Linked DNA regions of Sus scrofa: region 2 is linked to region 1. Evidence: chromatin contacts called from public promoter capture Hi-C data. All regions are on one chromosome and are shown on one strand. The core of a region is the stretch at or near the end of the contact, and the rest is flanking DNA. Distances in the headings are between cores, read along the strand shown. Region 1 holds the start of N4BP1 (NEDD4-binding protein 1). Region 2 holds the start of PHKB (phosphorylase b kinase regulatory subunit beta).

Evidence for each region. Promoter capture Hi-C pulls out the DNA fragments that hold promoters and counts their contacts.
Region 2: a promoter capture Hi-C map of liver shows a contact between it and region 1, with 4 times the contacts expected there. The contact joins the promoter of PHKB here to the promoter of N4BP1 in region 1. A contact is called at or near these places in 1 of 5 promoter capture datasets (liver) and 1 of 2 datasets of contacts at active chromatin or transcription factors (alveolar macrophages).

What each region holds. Positions count from the first base shown.
Region 1 is chr6:36,120,013-36,123,666 of Sscrofa11.1, forward strand. It overlaps N4BP1 (NEDD4-binding protein 1), which reads left to right and starts at 2,177. Exons shown (of 7, transcript XM_003126990.5): 1 at 2,177-2,466. The coding sequence starts at 2,269.
Region 2 is chr6:37,192,338-37,195,973 of Sscrofa11.1, forward strand. It overlaps PHKB (phosphorylase b kinase regulatory subunit beta), which reads right to left and starts at 1,293. Exons shown (of 32, transcript XM_021094236.1): 1 at 1,147-1,293. ITFG1 (T-cell immunomodulatory protein) reads left to right here and starts at 1,295. Exons shown (of 18, transcript XM_021094239.1): 1 at 1,295-1,730; 2 at 3,227-3,299. The coding sequence starts at 1,397.

The sequences.
Region 1 (3,654 bases), core at 927-3,426:
TATAGAGTCCGTGAAGGTCTTCTCCCTGGAGTCCACTGTCCTGGGTGGTGAGGCCAGCCAGGTAGGCAAGATTGGCCAACCAGTGGAAGCTGTGGTTCAGAAACGATAGGAAGCAAAGGGAGTTTCTTAAAAGGGGATTTCTCTCTCTCCCTTTCTCTCCTCATTCCCTACACTCAGGAAATCTTGAGAGTTCCCTAAAGGGAAACGCTGACCAGATATGAACTGGCAAGTATTCTGAACTGGGGAAAACCCCCAAAGCTGTATCTCTGGGGAGACACTAATCCAGAGACTTACGGACACAGTCTAAGGGCCCAACTTTCTTTTACAGTTGTGTGTAAGGACAACTAGTGTTGTTTTAGGAGAGGTTTGGGGTGGGGGGTGGGGTGGGGGAGTTGTCCTTTGCTTTTCAAAGCAGCCCTCTTTCCCACCCTAACAATTAAGTAATAAACAATCACCAGCAGGGATGCAAACAGGAACTGTGCCGGGGAAAGCCCTTGTCCAATCACTGAACAATAGCAACTCCATTTAAGGTGAGTGAACCCAGAAGACAGGAAATAACGTGTTGTGCTGACTCCAGCTCAGGGTGCAATTTATCTTCGAGGCCACTCCAGCTCTGGGTGCAACGTATTGGTAAGGGAATACCAATCTGACCTGTCTCAGCCAATCTCAGGTCATCTACCTGATGGAGGAAGGCTGCTGGCTGTGTAGACACCAAGGGAAAAGCCCAGGGGAACAGGAAGTTGTCTGTCTGTGAACCTAGTGGTTCTCTTCCCTGTGCTGAGTCATCTTTAGGTGGGGCACTAGGGGATCACACCTGCCTGAACTTCTGAGGCAAATGGAAAACCCCAGCAGCCCGGATCCTTGAGGTTTTACCTCGGGTATTCCCTCTTACCAAAACCATTCCCCCTTGGCCTTTCCAACTGCCACATCTTTAGATCCCCTTCTTTCTCCTCAAGGGGGAATCTATACAGAGGGAGGGGACCCCCAGGCTCACATGGTCAGTATGGCTGCATAATCCATACAAAACTTTTCTGTGAAAATGAAGCCTTTAGTATATGGCTAATTTAGTAATAACAGCTACTACTTGGTGCTCACTTACCGTGTCCAGGTACTATATATTAATTTTCACAATAATAGGAAGTACTATTGTTATCTACATTGACAGACGAGACAGTATAACATAGACAAGTACGTTCATGGTTCCTAATTATCATGGTATCTAATTATCCAACATTTAGCCCAAAGGAAACCACTTTATCTTCCACAACCTGTTTCCATGGACTCAGAGAATGAAAAACCTGGAAAGACTTTGGAGATAACTAAGAGCAACTGTTGAATTTACAGATGGGAAAACGGACCTGGAGAGGGCTTAGGGTATACTTTCCCAAACCCCCACTGACATCATGGAAGAGCCCCTAATCCCCCACTTCTGGTACTTCTATGTCACATTCTCCTCCTCCCCACTCAGAAGAAACCACTCTTCTGAATTTTCCCTAATTATTTCTTTGCTTTTCAAATCACCATACACATTACTCCCATTTTCTTCTCTTCCCGTCAACATTTTTATTTAAGAACAAAGTAAAGTAATGGAAAGAGGGAAGCAAAGGACAGGCAGGGAGACAGGAGGGTGGGGGAGGGAGAGAAGGAAGGAGGAAGAGAGAAAAACCATCGGTCAATTACTGAGAAGCCGATAACTCAATCTGTTAGAGCCCTAGATTGGGCTGCAAGATGTCTGAAGAAAAGCCAGATCCCTTGTGTGACACCGGCTCCGTCCCGCCTACTGGCTCGGAGCCTCCACCTCAACTGTAAATCCAGAAATTCACCATCCACCAGGTCGCCCAAAGCGTCGCACCCTCACCAAAGACAGCCCAGGTTCCTGCCTTCGTTCTGCCCTAAACAAGCATGGCGACTGCGCGTGACGTCGCCTCCGTCGCCTACACTCCAGCCCCAGCCCCTCGGGGGCGGCGATTCTCAATGACGGCGGCGGGCGGTGCGCAGGCGCGGCTGCGGGGCCCGGCCCGCGGCGGCGGCGGCGGCGGCGGCAGCGGCGACGGCAGCGGCGCAGGGGCTATTTCCCCGCAGTTGCCCAGCTGTGGCGGCCGCGCGGGGATGGTGTAGCCGGGCCTCCGGGCAGGCGGCGGGGCGCGGGCCGAGGCGAGGCGGCCGGGAGGGCCGACGCCGACTGACCGGCTCGAGTGTAGCGGCAGCACGCTGAGGGGGCGTCGCCGCCGCCGGCCCCCGGCGCCGCCGCGGGAGGCCGCGCCCGCCATGGCGGCCCGGGCGGTGCTGGACGAATTTACGGCGCCAGCCGAGAAGGCGGCGCTGCTGGAGCGGAGCCGCGGCCGCATCGAGGGCCTGTTCGGCGTGAGCCTGGCGGTGCTCGGCGCGCTCGGGGCCGAGGAACCTCTGCCCGCGCGCATCTGGCTGCAGCTCCTCGGGGCGCAGGAGGCGGTGCACAGCGCCAAGGTGAGTGCGGCCGCCGCCCCCGCGCGATCGCCTTCCCCGGCCCGGCCCCAGCGCGCGCGCGCGCAGCTTTCCGTCGGTCGGGGTCCCTGGGCACCCCCACACACCCTTTCCTTCTTGCCCTTCATGCGCGGACTCCGCGACGCGCGATGGTGGGAGTGCAATCTCCCGAGCCTCGGCTCTCGAGCCATGTGACCTTGGGTTAGCGGTTTTATCCTCGGCGCCTCAGTTTCCCTGTTTGTAGAGTGGCGCTGACGACAGCACTTGACTTGAAGGGCTTTCGCGAGGATTCGATTAGGTGATTGTGTAAAGCGCGGTGCACAGTGACTGGCAAGGAGTGAACGAGCTAAGAATGTTGCCTGTTGTTGTCTTTCCCCCCTAGCCCTCGGGCTGGTGCGCAGGACCTGATGGCTGGGCCCGCAGCTTTCTGGCCCACCACCTCAGCCGCTTTTCTCTTCCCAGGTCTCCTCTGGGAAGGTTCAAAGGGGTTCTGAACCTTTGGGGGGGGTGTCAGACCCCTTTTGAAAGAGTGAGCAAAACCATGTTGGTAGTACGTTCCTCAGAACATCAAGAAGAGAGGGATGTTTATAACAGTGTTTAGAATAGCTTTGTTCCCTGTATCGATTTTACGTACAACTAACATTTATTGAATGGTTATAGCACCTCAGACGTTAAGTACTGCAGAAGGATTCCTTAAAAAATCCAGTGAGGTAGATTTTTGTTGTCTTCCTGTCTTAAACAGCTGGGGAAACTGAAACTTTCGAAGAGGTGACTCACCCTCTCTCTAAATCAGCATTTCAGACTTATACCTCTTTTGGACACCTTCAGCTATTCCCTTCCTTCCTCAAGCCAAAAGACAGCAAGACTTCTGGGGAGCCAGGTTCCTCCAGGTTTTCCCATTGAGTAAGTGGGAGAGTCAGGATTCAGACTGGGGTGGTGCTTGTCCTTAATACCCATCTCCCAAATGATGACCCCTCTGAGGGAGGGAAATTTCACAGTGTCCTGGAAGGATCTGATTAGCTGTAACTTCTGGCTTTCTTAGATTAAGAACCCTGAATGCTTGCTTTTAATATGTTTAGAGGAATTAGGAAACGTAATAGCCTGATTCTTCTCCACAGCTTGATTTAAAGCACTGCAGATGTTGAGTCAAGTTAGCTTTCCTGTTCCTGATTTTTTGAAACCAATGATCTG
Region 2 (3,636 bases), core at 43-2,542, 1.1 Mb after region 1:
GTAGTTTTCCTTGAACCCTAAGTAAATAAGAGCAGAAATTTTTTTAAGGTTTAAAAAAACAGAATGAAATAAGCAACAAAGATTGGGTGCATTTCTCCTGTCAGGTTTATGAAATTAGATACTTTCGTCAAAACAACAATAACGACAACAGCGTGTTCAACAGATAATTAAGAATTCTCTTAATACCAATGAAAATGCAAAGTTTTCCTAGAGCTATGCTTTTCATTGTTCTTAGATGATCAACTTTGACATTAGCATCTCCCAGCACTAACTTACATAGTAACATCAATCCCTTAAAAGGGAAGATTCTTAGTTGAAGTTTTGTTAGTCCACCATGTTTCCTGTTTATAGGGATACTTTTAGCTCAAGATTACATCTAGCCAACCAGGAATAAGGGAAGTTTCAACCCTGGCTCTTAGACTGAGTTATCAGCCACAAGTGCTAACTTCGAGGTTGTGACTCTGCAATTTGAACAAGTCAGCTCAGGACACTTGAACAGTTATAACTGCTTGCACAGCGTGTTCTGACCTAGGTGGCCTCGCATTTAGGAGCCACAACTGGGAACTATGCGTCCTGCGGCCACTTGCCCAGGGAAGAGGTCTACTTCCTTCTGAGACTTAGCTATGCTCAACCTGACCCACTTCAAGGCCTGAGGCCCTGCCCCCCTCGATTTCTTCCACAAAGATAACTGGCTAGAGATCAGAACTTGTAATATGAAATGGACATATGAAATAAGGCAAAGAGTAGCCGCCGGTTTTCCAGGACGCGATTATAGCCGTATCTAAGAATGAAGCTAGCTGACTTGCAGGGAAGAACACACGCAGGGAGGACACTCTCAGGAATGTGGCGGCCTCCTGATTTCTAAGTAAGAAGACTCCAGGCAAAGTCAGCACAACACCTACTTTTCCAGTGGGAATACACACGCAATAAAGTTGGGGAAGCATAATGGGGTAAGGTGTGCCCACCACCTAATTTCTAGACCTGGGGGAAGACATCAAGAGGAAGGCAGGGACGACTGCCTGTCCTAAGGGGAAGTATTCGGGCACAGGTTCATTCCAGGACCCCTACGTGCCTCCCGCCCAAGGCGCTCGAGGGGGAGCACCACCTACGGTGCGCGTGAAGGGGTGGCGCCCCAGACAGCCAAACCTGAGCGCTTGGTCCGGGCCCTTCGCTCCAAGACCTTCCAGCTCACTTCGGGCCTGAGCCCCGCCATCGCGATCGGGCCGCTGCTTTGGCCGCCGCCCCCAGGGCCGCTTGTCAGCTCCGCCCGGCCGGCCCCGCCCCCCCGCGCGACACTGTCGGGAGGCGCGCCGGCCGGAAGTGAGCGCGAGGACGAGCTTCGCCCTGGCTCCGCGGCGTCCCGAGCGTCAGAGGGGCAGCCCTAGGGGAGAGTGCGATGGTAGCCGGCCGCAGCCGTACGGACGTCCGGGCTGCGCTGTTTGTCTCTCGGCCGGCAGCACGGTGCTTTCCGGCTGCCGTCAAGCGCGGCAGTGGGCTGGAGGGCGGGGGCCGAGGGGCTGCCATGGCGGCGGCGGGCCGGCTGCCGGGCTCCTGGGTGCTGCTGGCGCCGCTGCTTGGGGGGCTCGCGCTGCTGGGAGTCGGGCCAGTCCCCGCGCGGGCGCTGCACAACGTCACGGCCGAGCTCTTTGGAGCCGAGGCCTGGGGCACCGTGGCGGCCTTCGGAGACCTCAACTCTGACAAGCAGACGGACCTCTTCGTGCTGCGGGAAAGTCAGTGCTTGCCCGGCCCTCCCTCTGTCCGCGTACTCCTCCTGGTGTTCCCCACACCCCTTGCCCGGATGGCCAGTCCTCCTGCATTTCCCGGACCTTCTCTCCCAGCCCTCTCTGACTTTATTTCCAGCATCGTTGATAGCTTGCGGGTTTTCTACATCTTATTCAAACCCAGATCCCGACCCTAACACTCCACAGTTTGATCCACTCCCACCAGCCTTAGAAACACGGCAGTCTTGTTTTGTTTTCTTTCCCTGATAGGACCCAGCCTTCACTCGTCCATCCGCGTTTTCCTTACGGAATCACCTGCCTTCCAAAGGCCTTCCTGATTCCCAGCAATCTTTGTAGCTTGCCTCTAAGTTCCTTCCCAAGGCCCCGTCATTCCTATCTGCTTTACTTCCTCCAGCCTCCCTTCCCCTTTGATCAGCTGCAGAAGGTGCAACTTGACAGTTTCCTCCAATAGAGGACTCCTCCTTGCCCCCTAATAAATCCAGTGTCTTATTGGAAAAGGATTTTTAAACTGCAGGGTTCTCCCTTTTGTGTGCATAAGATTTCCTTGCTTTGGCCACCACCCTAGACTCCAAATCTCTTCTTTCTTCAGCTCGAGGTTCATGGGAGTTCTTTAACATCACTAAACAAACTTTTGTAAATCTTGATGCTTAGGGCATTAGAGGCTGTGAAAGAAGGCAGTGAAGCCCTTATACAGAGTTTGATGGGGTGTCGGCCCAAATCTTTGGGGGCCCTTGCCAGGGCCCCAGAGCCTCTTGTGGACCCTGAATGTTTTCCATATCTTTGTATAGCTCCATGTACTGCAAGAAGAGTGCCTTCCGCCTAACCTTTAGCTATTCCATCCTAACTGCATACGGGGACTCTCCCCTTTAAATATGCCCTGTGTTTTGAATAAACTGTCTCGAAAGTCTGATCCAATGAGTGCACTTTGAGCTCCAAAAATGCATCAACCTGGGGGATGGTTCTACAGGAGACACAAAAAAACAGTCTTTGATTCAAGTTTTTCTGCTTAAATACAAAGTCACTTCCTCGTTACTACTCAGATACCTACATACGATAGGAGGTCTTATGTCCTTGATGTGATGCATCCATATGATGAAGTAAATACCCTTGTAAGGAGGCTGAGGTGTTGGGTTTGAGGAAGGCAAGACTTAATACATAGTATAGTTATAATGCATATTCTTTGTATGCTTCTTTTAAGTCAATCGGTATGACTCTGGCAGAAGCCATTGGCTTCAATTTGTCTTGACCAACTATATTTTTCCATGTTTATCCTTCTAATTTCTCTGCTGCTTTGAATACTGAATTCTTAAAAGCTGTTAGGAATCTCCATTCCAGCAGTCTAATAGGACCAGCCTTGAGAGGGCAGGTATACTAGAGTAAAATAAAAGTTTTCTTGTTGAAAACAGTGCCCAGAAATCTTCTTGTAAGCACTGATTGGATGTCTTACCAGGAATATTTTTCTAATATATATTCACTTCTTTTAGGAAATGAGTTAATCGTCTTTTTGGCAGACCAGAACGCACCCTATTTTAAACCCAAAGTAAGGGTATCCTTGAAGTAAGTACAAATGTATTCGTTTCTGTAAAAGTCATTACTGTAATAATAGATATGCAATAACTAGTTGGATTGTCTTTGAAGTCAGTTTAACTGTAATGCGATGTTGTGATATAAAACCACTAATTGTGAGTAATGAAGCACCTAATTTATTAGGAAAATTTGTGAGCATACCAAGATTTACTTTAAAAAATAAATAAATTTGGGTGAATCCAAGTCTGTTCCCACATGAGCACTGTCTGCAATTTGATATGCTTTCTTGAATTCTTTGCGGATTGTCCCTCATCCTGAGTGTGCTTATGGGAGTAGCTCACTCACACACTCACCATGTCAACTATGT